Regions from separate parts of the Pan troglodytes genome. Here region 2 is linked to region 1. The links are chromatin contacts, called in public Hi-C maps. All regions are on one chromosome and are shown on one strand. The core of a region is the stretch at or near the end of the contact, and the rest is flanking DNA. Distances in the headings are between cores, read along the strand shown.

Region 1 (4,785 bases), core at 804-3,303:
TTCAAGTGATTCTTGTGCCTCAGCCTCCTGAGTAGCTGGGATTACAGGCACGCGCCACTACGCCCGGCTAATTTTTGTATTTTTAATAGAGATGGAGTTTTGCCATGTTGCCCAGGCTGGTCTCAAACTCCTGACCTCAAGTGATCTGCCTGCCTCAGCCTCCCAAATTGTTGGGATTACAGGTGTGAGCCACCGCACCCGGCCTTGGGCTCAGGATTCTCAGTCCAGAACAGTCTTGGCGGGGAAGGGGCTCAGGGTCTGGAGCCTCGCTAACTAGTCTGTGTGTGCTGCTCTTCCAGGGGGAGGTGACCATCCACTACAACAAGCTGCAGGCGGACCCCAAGCAGGGCATGTCCCTGGACATTGGTAAGCTGGTCAGAGCAGTTACGGGTGTCCAGCAGCCTCCCTGGATGGGCCCTGGCCCAAAGGAGAAGTGCCACAGCCAGCCCTGCCCTCCCCTTTATGACAGGAGAATCCAGAGTTACATGGCTGTGGGCTCTGACCTCTGACCAAGCAAATCTGAAAGGCCTGGGAGGCCTCCCGGTGCTCTCCCTGCGTCTGTTCCTGTACTCTGTCCCTGGTTTCTCACTCCCCCGCGTTTCACCCCTACCTCCCCGCTTCGGCCACGTCCTCTGGGAACTTGCTACCCTAGGGTTGTCCTTTGCGGGCCAGCGCCTCGGCTTCCATGGCCCGGGGCCTCACTCTTCATAAAGGGAGAGCAGCCTAACCCTGGCCTGGCGCCTCATGCCCTCTAGCACAGCGCACTCCTCCCTGGCCTCTCCTGCCATCAACTCCCAGGGGGACTCTGGATCTGAACTGGACCTCAGGCGTTGGGCAGAGGGTCTGCGCCCTGGGATAAGTTCCCTCCTGTTAGAGGGGCTGAGCCTCGGTTCTGTAGAAACTTTGAGACTCAAGAGCTGGACAGCAGCTTCGAGTCCTCTGGACTGGCCGCTTCACATTACGGATCAAAGCCTGAGACCCAGAGAGGGCACTGCAGCCCCTGGTGAGCGCACACCTAGGTCTCAGCTCCGGAGCCCAGCAATCCTCTTCATACACCCTAGGGCCAGAGGCCAAGGGGCTAAGGGCAGGCTGGATCTATCTGGGAGCTCCCTCCGAAACCCTCTGGTTCCAACACAGGACTAAGTCCCCTTCCTAGGACTAAGCTGGTCAGATGCAGTAATTGAGTCTGGGGTCCGAGCTTCATGGTCGTTGATGGTGCCCATTACTTTCACATAACCAGCCCAGGGCCCCTCTTCTCTCCCTCTCCTTTATGTGACACCCTAGGTCCTGATGTGACACAGAGGAGGGGAAGAGGCCTCCTTGGCTTCCATTAGCCTGTGCTGAGCCCGGGCAGCATTGGGCTCTCAGCGACCACCAGTTGATGTTGCGCAGCAGGCCCTGGGCGAAGCACTTCATGTTTAACTGCCCAGGCTCCCAGCACCTCTGTGAAGCAGAGGGAATAGGGCAGGGGCCTAGGACCTCCCCACTGGACATTCCCCACTTCACAGCCACCCCCAGCAGCCCTTCTGCCCACTATGGGGTGCTCCCTGTGAATGGAGGTAAGGCTGGGGGCAGGGATGGCCTCTGGGCAGCCACAGACTCACCAGGTCCTTTGTCCCCCGCTCAGTGTTGAAGAAAGTCAAGCACCGGCTGGTGGAGAACATGAGTTCAGGGACCGCAGATGCTCTGGGCCTGAGCCGAGCCATCCTGTGCAATGGTGAGTCCCTTCCCACCCAGCTGGGGCCCTGGGGACTCAAGCCCAGGCTGAGAAGAGGGCGGGGCACCATGGCTGCCCACCAAGCTGCTGTGGGTCCCGCGGGTCTGACCCTGGCCTCTGCCCGTGGAACTGAGAAGTCACCATCTCTGCATCCCCAGAGGCCTCTCCAGCTCCCGGAGGGTCCACAGCTGTCAGCTGGGCTGTCTTAGCCAGTGTCCCTCAGGTCACAGATGGGAAAACAGACTTAGTGTGGGGAGGTGCCTCTGCCCCTGCCCTCAGCCCCCTTACCCCTCACCCCAGCACTCTCGCTGCCCACCTCCTGCCTCCTTTGTCCAGGAGGTGGCGCTGCTGCCCTTGCTTCTGCAGGTCCTCCCTTCGTGGTGGCTGCGCAGGCGAGGGGGGAGGCGTGTACATGCACATTTACACACGCATGCACACATGCGCACACACTTTCCCTCCCTGGGGTGGCCAGCGAAACACTCAGTCCCCCTCCTACCGTCGCCAGTCCGAGTTTAAAAATAGCAGCAGCTCTGCAGTGTGCCTGTGGGGTAGATATAAATACCTCTAGAAATTGTAGGCTCAGCTGGGCACACTGGGCTTTATTGGCTAGGGAAGTGGGGGTGGGGACTGAGCTTGTTCCAAATGGTGTACAAAAGTGGCGGCTGCTATTTTCAGCCTCCTGGTGCCTATAAATCCCTGTTACTGTAGTTACCAGCCGTTGAGATGAAATTAGAACTGGTTGTTGTGTTTTTCCCCCCAAACCTTGCAATTTCCCTGGCCTTAAATAGGGTTTCTAAAATTGAAGCTGTCATGATGTCCCATGACCCAGCTAAAAACAACAACACGATGCTTACATGGCTCCTTTCCTGCCGGCTGGCCAGGTGCTAAGGCTCTGGGGAGTCCAGGCCTGGAGGCCACCGGGTGGCCAAAGCCTCCCCAAGACCTCTGAATTGCTCCCTTCCTTCCCCGACAGCCTGTCGCACTGCCACCTCCCTGCCCAGAGAGGCCTGAACACAGCCTCCGCTCCTCCCCTCTTCTGCTAAAAAACCCTGACCCAGGTCAACACAGGAGGCTGGGGAGCAGAGAGCGTCTGACTGCCCCACCTCTCCCCTGCAGCCCTCACCATCACACTGCTGCCCATCGCCCGGCCACTGGGCTGGCTTCTCTGCTGGGCTTTCAGCCTTGAGAGCAAGACTTGGCTCAAAGTGAGCCTGACATGGTGGCTGGCACACAGTAGGTGCTCAAGAAACACTGAGCCAATGAGTGATCACCAAGGCCTCTTCCCAGTGTGAGCTCTCTCAGCCTTCCTGAATTTCCCCCTCCCTCCCCAAGTTGCGTTTTCCCTTCTGAGCCATCTGTGTGCTTGGGAGGCAGAGACCATGTCCTTCCTGCGCTAGAGGCCTGGCTGCTCCATCTCCATTCCTATGGCCCCTGCCAGCCTTCCTCCCCAGCTACCAGCAGGCTTTGTGATAGAAGTGTGGGAGTTTTGCCTGCTAGGCACGGACCCTCCGCTGGCCATGAGGAGGGCCTAGTCATTTACAAAACACCTTTGAACCCAGCTGACCCGAGGTGCCAAATCCCCCTCCCTGGGACCCCTGATCTTTCCCATCCTGGTTCTCCTCTGGGGTTGCCTCTCCCCTCCCCAGCATGGCCCTGGGCCTCCTGTGGCTTGCTGAGCCCACTGACCTCCCCTCTTCTTTGAATCCCGACAGATGGGCTTGTCAAGAGGCTAGAGGAGCTGGAGCGGACCGCCGAGCTGTACAAAGGTGGGTGGGGGGTGGCCTCGTCCTGGCACTAGCTCTGCCCCAGAGAGCATGCTCTCAGCAGAGTGGCAACAGGGGTGCTGGCGCTAGGAATGCCAGCCTACAAAATCCTAGGACCATGGGCATTAAGAGTTCTTAAGAATATATACTTCTTCTGAATTTAAAAATAACTCAGGGGCCTGGTGCAGTGGCTCACACCTGTAATCCCAGCACTTTGGGAGGCTGAGGTGGGCGGATCACTTAAGGTCAGGAGTTTGAGACCAGCCCGGCCAACATGGTGAAACGCCATCTCTACTGAAAATACAAAAATTAGCCAGGCATGATGGTGTGTGCCTATAATCAGTACTCGAGAGGCTGAGGCATGAGAATCGCTTGAACCAGGGAGGCAGAGGTTGCAGTGAGCCAAGATCACACCACCGCACTCTAGTCTGGGGAATAGAGCAAGACCCGATCTCAAAAAAAACAAAACCTGATACTCATAAAAATTCAGAGAATAGCACTTGTAAACATAGCGAGAGTCCCCCGGAATCCCACGCTGTCCCAGGGCTAAAGCCCACAGCAGGCTGTGTACCCCTGCATCTTACAAAATGCTGGCGCCCCTGTCTGATGGGGCTCCTCACGGGTTGGGTCGGACTGAGCTTTTACCCCTGGGCTGTGGTTGGGCGGTGGGGAAAGGCCATGTATCAGGGCCTAGCAGAGGCCTTGGGTGGCATGGGCAGTTGGAGGCCTTGCCCTGGGCCAGTGTGGTCCCCGCCATGCGTCCCCATTCCGCATCACTCGGTCTCTCCCACAGGGATGACGGAACACACCAAGAACCTTCTACGGGCCTTTTATGAGCTGTCGCAGACTCACCGGGGTAATGGCATCCCCCAAAGCTGTGGTGTGACCCTGGGCAATGCCTGGGGCCTCTCACTCCCATGCTGAGGTGGGTCAGACCCACAGCACCTGACCTCAGGCTCCCTCTGGGCTGGGCCTGGTCCCAGGTGCTGGGATTTGCGATGGGCCTGCGGGGAGCATCTAGATCAGCTGGTCTCTTAAGGGCCGCAACGATGAACAGGCCCCACCCTGTCTCCTCACACTGCCACTAGCAGTACACAAGGCCCTTGCGTATTTATATTTCTGACAACCTGTAACTCTGGGCAGGCCGACTGCAGCTGACCCCAGCTACTGCAGAAAATGAAGCCCAGACAAAGGAGAGGGCCACACTGCTCCCAAGTGGTGGAGCTCTTGTTCCAATCCAGGTGTCTAGACTCGTACCAGTGTTCTGCCTCAGGCGGCGCCACCTCCACAAACCTTGACCCAGTC
Region 2 (5,406 bases), core at 1,883-4,382, 160 kb after region 1:
GACATGAATGTGACTGCTGCCAATGGCTCACTCCGGGGCTGGCAGCGGGGCCAACTGCAAGGGTGTCCACTGCTGGGCTCAGACTTCAGGGGGGTTGTGAGCACCAGACACCCAGGAAGGTCATGGCTGTGCGGCCACTCTGGCTGCCCCCTTCCCTGAGCCAAGGCACCAGCCTGCGCCAACACTCCTCCCACACACCCCGGGGAGCACCCGCTGCTTACTCAAAGTCCCCATCCCGGTACTTGCCGAAGGCCTGGAGGACCACAGTGCTGACCGCCATGAGTGGCTTCACCACACAGAACTGCAGGGTGGCCTGTTGGGGGGAAAAGGAGGTTGAGTGTGGAGGAGGAGCACAGAAGGCATGAAGCAAGCCCTGCCTCTGGCAGACGGAACTGTACCGGATGGAGGGACAGAGAGGATGAAGGAGACGGAGAGGACAGAGGGATGGAGGGACGGAGGGATGGAGGGGATGGAAGGATAGAGGAGATGGGGGAGATGGGGGGTGGCTACGTGTCCTGCTCCCAGGGGACTGCTGTCTGCGCGGGGCGGGGGGCAGAACATATAGGAGATGCAGCCAGCGCAATGCCGTATGTGATACGAGCATGTAGAGGAAGGGAGGAAGGGAGGAATGGTGTGGCAGGGCACGATGGAGGCGGGAGACAGGAGATGCACACAAGGAAGCTTCTCGAGCCAGGACCATCAGGTGGGTGCCGGAGATGAGAGGCTCGACAGGCAGAGGGGGCAGCTTGCACCAAGGCCCCGAGGCGGAGGGTGGACAGGTGCAAGGGGCTGCGCACTAGAGAGGTGGCTGAGGAGATGGGCAGGGCCAGGTCCTGGAGACCTTGGTGCCCGGGGCAAGGCTAGGGCCCTGCTCAAGGAACCAGCCACCGGGAAGCCGGCGCAGGTGAGGGCCTCCTCCCATCCTCCACGTCCACCCCCATCTGGTTCCTAGCCCTACTCTCTGGGCCTGGGTCCAGGGTCTCTGGTCAGCAGAGGTCACTCTGGGGATGGAGGTGACCTGCAGGAGCCCAGAGCACGTGGACTCCAGAGTCTCGAAATCTGAGTTTGAACTCTGGGGACAGCTTGGGCAGACACTTGGCCTCTGAGCACAGACTCCCTGATGAAAAGGATGTAGTCACTCCCCACACCACAGGGCCACTGCTGCGGGGATGGCACAGCCAGGAAGCGCAGCATCTTCCCGGGAGTCTCCCGCCTCTGTACATGCACTAACGGCGCCTGCTAGCTGGCTGAGCCACGGAAAGAGTTCCTCAGCCAGGTTTTCCCGATTCCCTACGGGCGGACCCATGGTGCCCATAACATCACTAGTATCACCATTATCTTGAAAGCAAATAAATCTAAGCCCTAAGACCCCTTCTGAAGAGCTGGGGGAGGTGGTGGTTAAATCCAATCCAAAAGGCTCAACTAGTGTAGCTGCAAAGAGGACGAGGAGCCTGGAGAGGGAACCGTGATCCGTGAAACCTGCAGCTTCTGCCCCAACTGGGGATCTGAGTGGGTCTTGCAGGGGAGCCCCAGGCAGCCCACACCATGGGGCTGCCATACGGAGAGGCCCGCGTGATGGGGCAGACGTGCAGTCCCACTCTCAGAAAGCCCCACAGAACGTCCCTGGCCCTGTCATCCCGCCTAGAGAAGTGGGACTGGCACCTTCTGGGGAAAAGGGAAGAACGGCAGTTTGCATGAGTTCCAGTTCTGAGCCTAGCAACAGGCTGGTGTTTCCCTGGGTCAGCTCACCTGGTACTCATGACAGCCCCCTGACGTGGGTGCTGTCATTATCCCCATGGTACAGGTGAGGAAACTGAGGCAGAGAGAAGCTGAAGCAGCAGCAGCAGCAGCAGCAGAGCCCAGGCCAGCAGGCCCCAGAATCATCACCTGACCATACCCTGGACCAGTCAGCAGTTCCCAGGCTGGGCTGGACATCAGAACCCCCAGGGAGCTTTAGACATGTGCCAGGTTCCAGGGCTCCATTCCAGAACTTCTCCTATGGGCTAGGGTAGTGGGTGGTTGATCTGGGAATCTCTACTTTAAGTAGGGAATCTCTCCAGAAGGTCTGGATATTGAGCACTGGCCCTGAGGAGTCAAAGGCCTGTCTCTGTGCCTCTAGGACAAAGCTGTGGGGTGTGCTCTCTCGCCCTGGTAAAGAAAGGAAGAGGCCTCTTTTGTTCTCTTTCTTCTTATATCTCTCCCTGCCACCGCCAGGAACAAGAACAGAACATCTGAGCCCACAGGGCTGGGGAATAATTTCTAACAAGGCCACACTAGCTAACAATCATGAAATCAAAATTTTGTAGACAATATAATCATCAAACAAGGCAGTGAGTCACAGCTGGCCGGAACCTGGGTGGCTGCACCAACTGGTAAACAATGGCTCTCAATGCCCCACCCTGAACCCAGGATAGTTTTAACTCTTTCCCTGCAGGTCCAGTGGTGAGATTCTGAATTTAGGAACATGCTAGGGAAGGAAGGTCTGGAAGCAGAACTGGAGACTTGGCATGTTCAGGTGGAGGCTTTGTGGGTGTGCCCGCCCTGTGGCCTGGGCCCTGCACAGAAGGGAGCAGCAGGCCCCGCCCTCCGGGGCCATCGTGACTTGGCTGTGGGTTTCATGTACTTTCGTGACTACTCTTGGCGAAGCTGGAGGGGCTGACATGACAGAGCCCCTACGGAGCCCCAGAGGAGACTAATGCAAGGTCATGAAGAGTGGGTGTGATCCCCTCAGACTCTGCCTCCCTGAACAGGAGGCCGTGGGCTCCACCACACCGGGCTGAAAGCTCTACATCCATGACCTCATCTGATCCTCACAACCATCTCTCGAGAGGACTATCATTACACTCATTTTACAGTGGAGGAAACTAAAGCTCAGAGAGGGCAAGCCAATTATCCAAGGTCACACAGTCAGAGGAAAAGCTGGAAATCAGGCTCAGATGGTCAGACACCCAGGCCCACACACTGAGCGACCCCACCACACTGCCCCCACCCAGGCTACTCTAGACCACAGGGAGGTCAGCCCAGGAAGCTAGAGCGGCTGGATTGCCAACCAGGAAATGCAGGGAGAGACGGAGAGACGGCAAAGGCCTGTTCTGGCGTGTGTCTTTAATGCCAAAACCCTCCTGCCCCCTAGCTGCAGCTGATGAGAAGTTTTCAAATGGAGGTTCTAGAATCCCCATGCACTTCTGATTTTCACACACACTGAGACTTGGTCACATGAGCAAGAGTCTGGGATCAGCTCTTGCCCACAGTGCAACAGACACTCCCAGGATGTCGGTCACTGCCCCTCCAAGCACACCCTGCTAATGTGGTATCTGCCTAACAGCTTCGGGGGGTGGGTGCTGGGGGCCTGGGGTGCCTCATAGGAAAGGGGACCTCTAAGGTGGGGCCCAGGGCAGCCCACAGCAGGGCCTCCCAGACCCCACCCTGCTCCTCCTGACCTAGGCAGCTGCTGGGGGCACACACCTGTTTGCAGAACCTCAGAAATCCGATGGAATAAGTCTTTCCCCAGAGGCAGCAGGTGCCATACACACAGCTGGACCTGGAAGAGACAAGCATAGCAGGCAGTGGCAGTGAGTGAAGAGCCAGGACTTGGGAACAGTGGGGTGGGGAAGGCCGCCCTCCCACCCATCCAGACGAGCTGGGGCACACATTCTGGGCAGACTTTGAACCCGAGGCCAAGCACAGGGAGAGGCATGGCAGGGCATCCGCACATGCCATAGGCAGAGGGACACAGGGCTGCACTGGCCCTGGGGTGACAAACCAACTTGGAGAGCTCTGAATGTAAAAACTGCAGGAGGCAGAAACAGACAGGAAAGCACTAAGACTGAGACAGGAAGAGACAGAGAGAGAAAGACTGAGCCGCAGAGGCCCTCCTAAAACGCCCAGAAGAATGGCGTTGCTCAGGAAATGTGGTGAGGCACAGCAGGTCAAGGTCACGGGCAGACATGGTCTGTGTCCAGCTGGTGCCAGGACGGCTCGAGGTACACCAGGCCCAGGAAACGGGGTGGTTTAGGGCTCCGGGAAGACTCCATACTCACTCAATGGGTTTTCCTCTGATCTCCGACATGATGGAACTTTCTCCTCCTAGGTACTCATAGCACAGGCTCAGGAAATTATAGATGACCAAGGCTGCGAAGAGAGTGTCCAGGAGAAACCAGTCAAATCAGCAGAATGGGTCCACAGATGCTGGGATCCTAAACAGCAATGGAGGTGAAAGAGCCACAGCCGTGTGTGGCAACAGGGAGGAGGCTGGGGGACATAAGGTTGTGCAAAAGGAGCCCGTCAAGAACACAGACATCTGACCTCCCACTCCTAAGTTCAAAACCCGGCACACCTAAATTATCTTATCCCGGGATGCACCCCTGCACTGGCCTAATACTATGAAGGGACTGTCGTGAGTTCAGGGTTATGTGGGGAGGCCAGAGGAGGCTGAGGTAAGGGTGGGTACTCAGGAGGTTTGGGAGGGCTGGCAGTGTCCACCCTGGGGCGAAACAGTATTGCCTTTATTAGTTTTTCCGGGCGCAGTGGCATGCGCCTGTGGTCCCAGCTACTGCTGCGGCAGGAGGACGTCTTGAGTCTGGGAGTTCTGGCCTGTAGTGTGCTACACCGATCTGGTGTCTGCACCAAGTCTGGCAGCAGTACGGTGACCTCCTGGGAGTGGGGGATCACCAGGTTGCCTAAGGAGGGGTGAACCAGCCCAGGTTGGAAACAGAGCAAGTCAAACTCCAGAGTGGGATCGCACCTCTGAACAGCCACTGCACTCCAGCCTGGGCAACATAGCGAGACCTCATCTCTAATGTATTTATAAATAAATATTTGTCTTACATACTTGTGTGTTACAGGTCACAATTTTATAAGATAACAACAAAACAGTCTCTGTGAAAATCTTGGGAGAAATTCCAAGCAGGAGTGAGAGGGCAGAACCTTCATCCAGTCAACAACCTGTAGCGGTATCCGGAATACCCACAGCACTATGAGCTACAACAAAGCACACGGCAGCACACAGAACACAGTAAAAACCTCGGGAAGCTTGGGCTGCTCATTCTAAATTGGGACTCGGCTCAATATCTCCACAAAGACCCAAAATTTGCCACAGGGAGTGATGGCACAGCAAGTCTGCTGTAAATGTTGATGCTATAAATACAGCAGCACGCTGTAACGGGTCTCCTGGTCAGGGGGTTCCTTCTGGGTCAGCAAAATGAAGGCTGCTGCCTGCAGGGTGCTAGAGGCAAATGGACATGCCAGGATGGAGGAGAGTGTGGAGAAGAGGGGGAAAAGGGGTGCAGCAGAGGGTACCCAAAAGGAAAGAACGCAAGAGGAAGAGCCAGGGTGAGGACATGGGAATGAGGATGGGCATCCAGTAAAGGCACAAGGCCAAGGGGAAGGGCAGAACAGGGTCAGAAC

Evidence for each region. A called contact is a pair of places that touch in the nucleus more often than the background predicts.
Region 2: a Hi-C map of stem cell-derived neural progenitor cells shows a contact between it and region 1, with 3 times the contacts expected there. The contact joins two enhancer-like sites. A contact is called at or near these places in 2 of 7 Hi-C or Micro-C datasets (induced pluripotent stem cells and stem cell-derived neural progenitor cells).

The regions. Positions count from the first base shown.
Region 1 is chr23:40,076,983-40,081,767 of NHGRI_mPanTro3-v2.0_pri, forward strand. PICK1 (protein interacting with PRKCA 1) reads left to right here. Exons shown (of 13, transcript NM_001280533.1): 5 at 300-366; 6 at 1,628-1,717; 7 at 3,430-3,483; 8 at 4,274-4,336. Among named protein-coding and RNA genes, the nearest start is that of PICK1, 12 kb to the left of the region's middle. Within about 2 kb of position 2,054, at least 10 of the 24 cell types and tissues checked have an H3K27ac peak or open chromatin away from gene starts, as enhancers often do. A contact at or near this core is called in induced pluripotent stem cells and stem cell-derived neural progenitor cells, where this site is marked.
Region 2 is chr23:40,235,464-40,240,869 of NHGRI_mPanTro3-v2.0_pri, forward strand. TMEM184B (transmembrane protein 184B) reads right to left here. Exons shown (of 9, transcript NM_001251859.3): 4 at 4,041-4,131; 5 at 3,466-3,541; 6 at 222-313. Among named protein-coding and RNA genes, the nearest start is that of MAFF, 27 kb to the left of the region's middle. Within about 2 kb of position 3,133, at least 10 of the 24 cell types and tissues checked have an H3K27ac peak or open chromatin away from gene starts, as enhancers often do. A contact at or near this core is called in induced pluripotent stem cells and stem cell-derived neural progenitor cells, where this site is marked.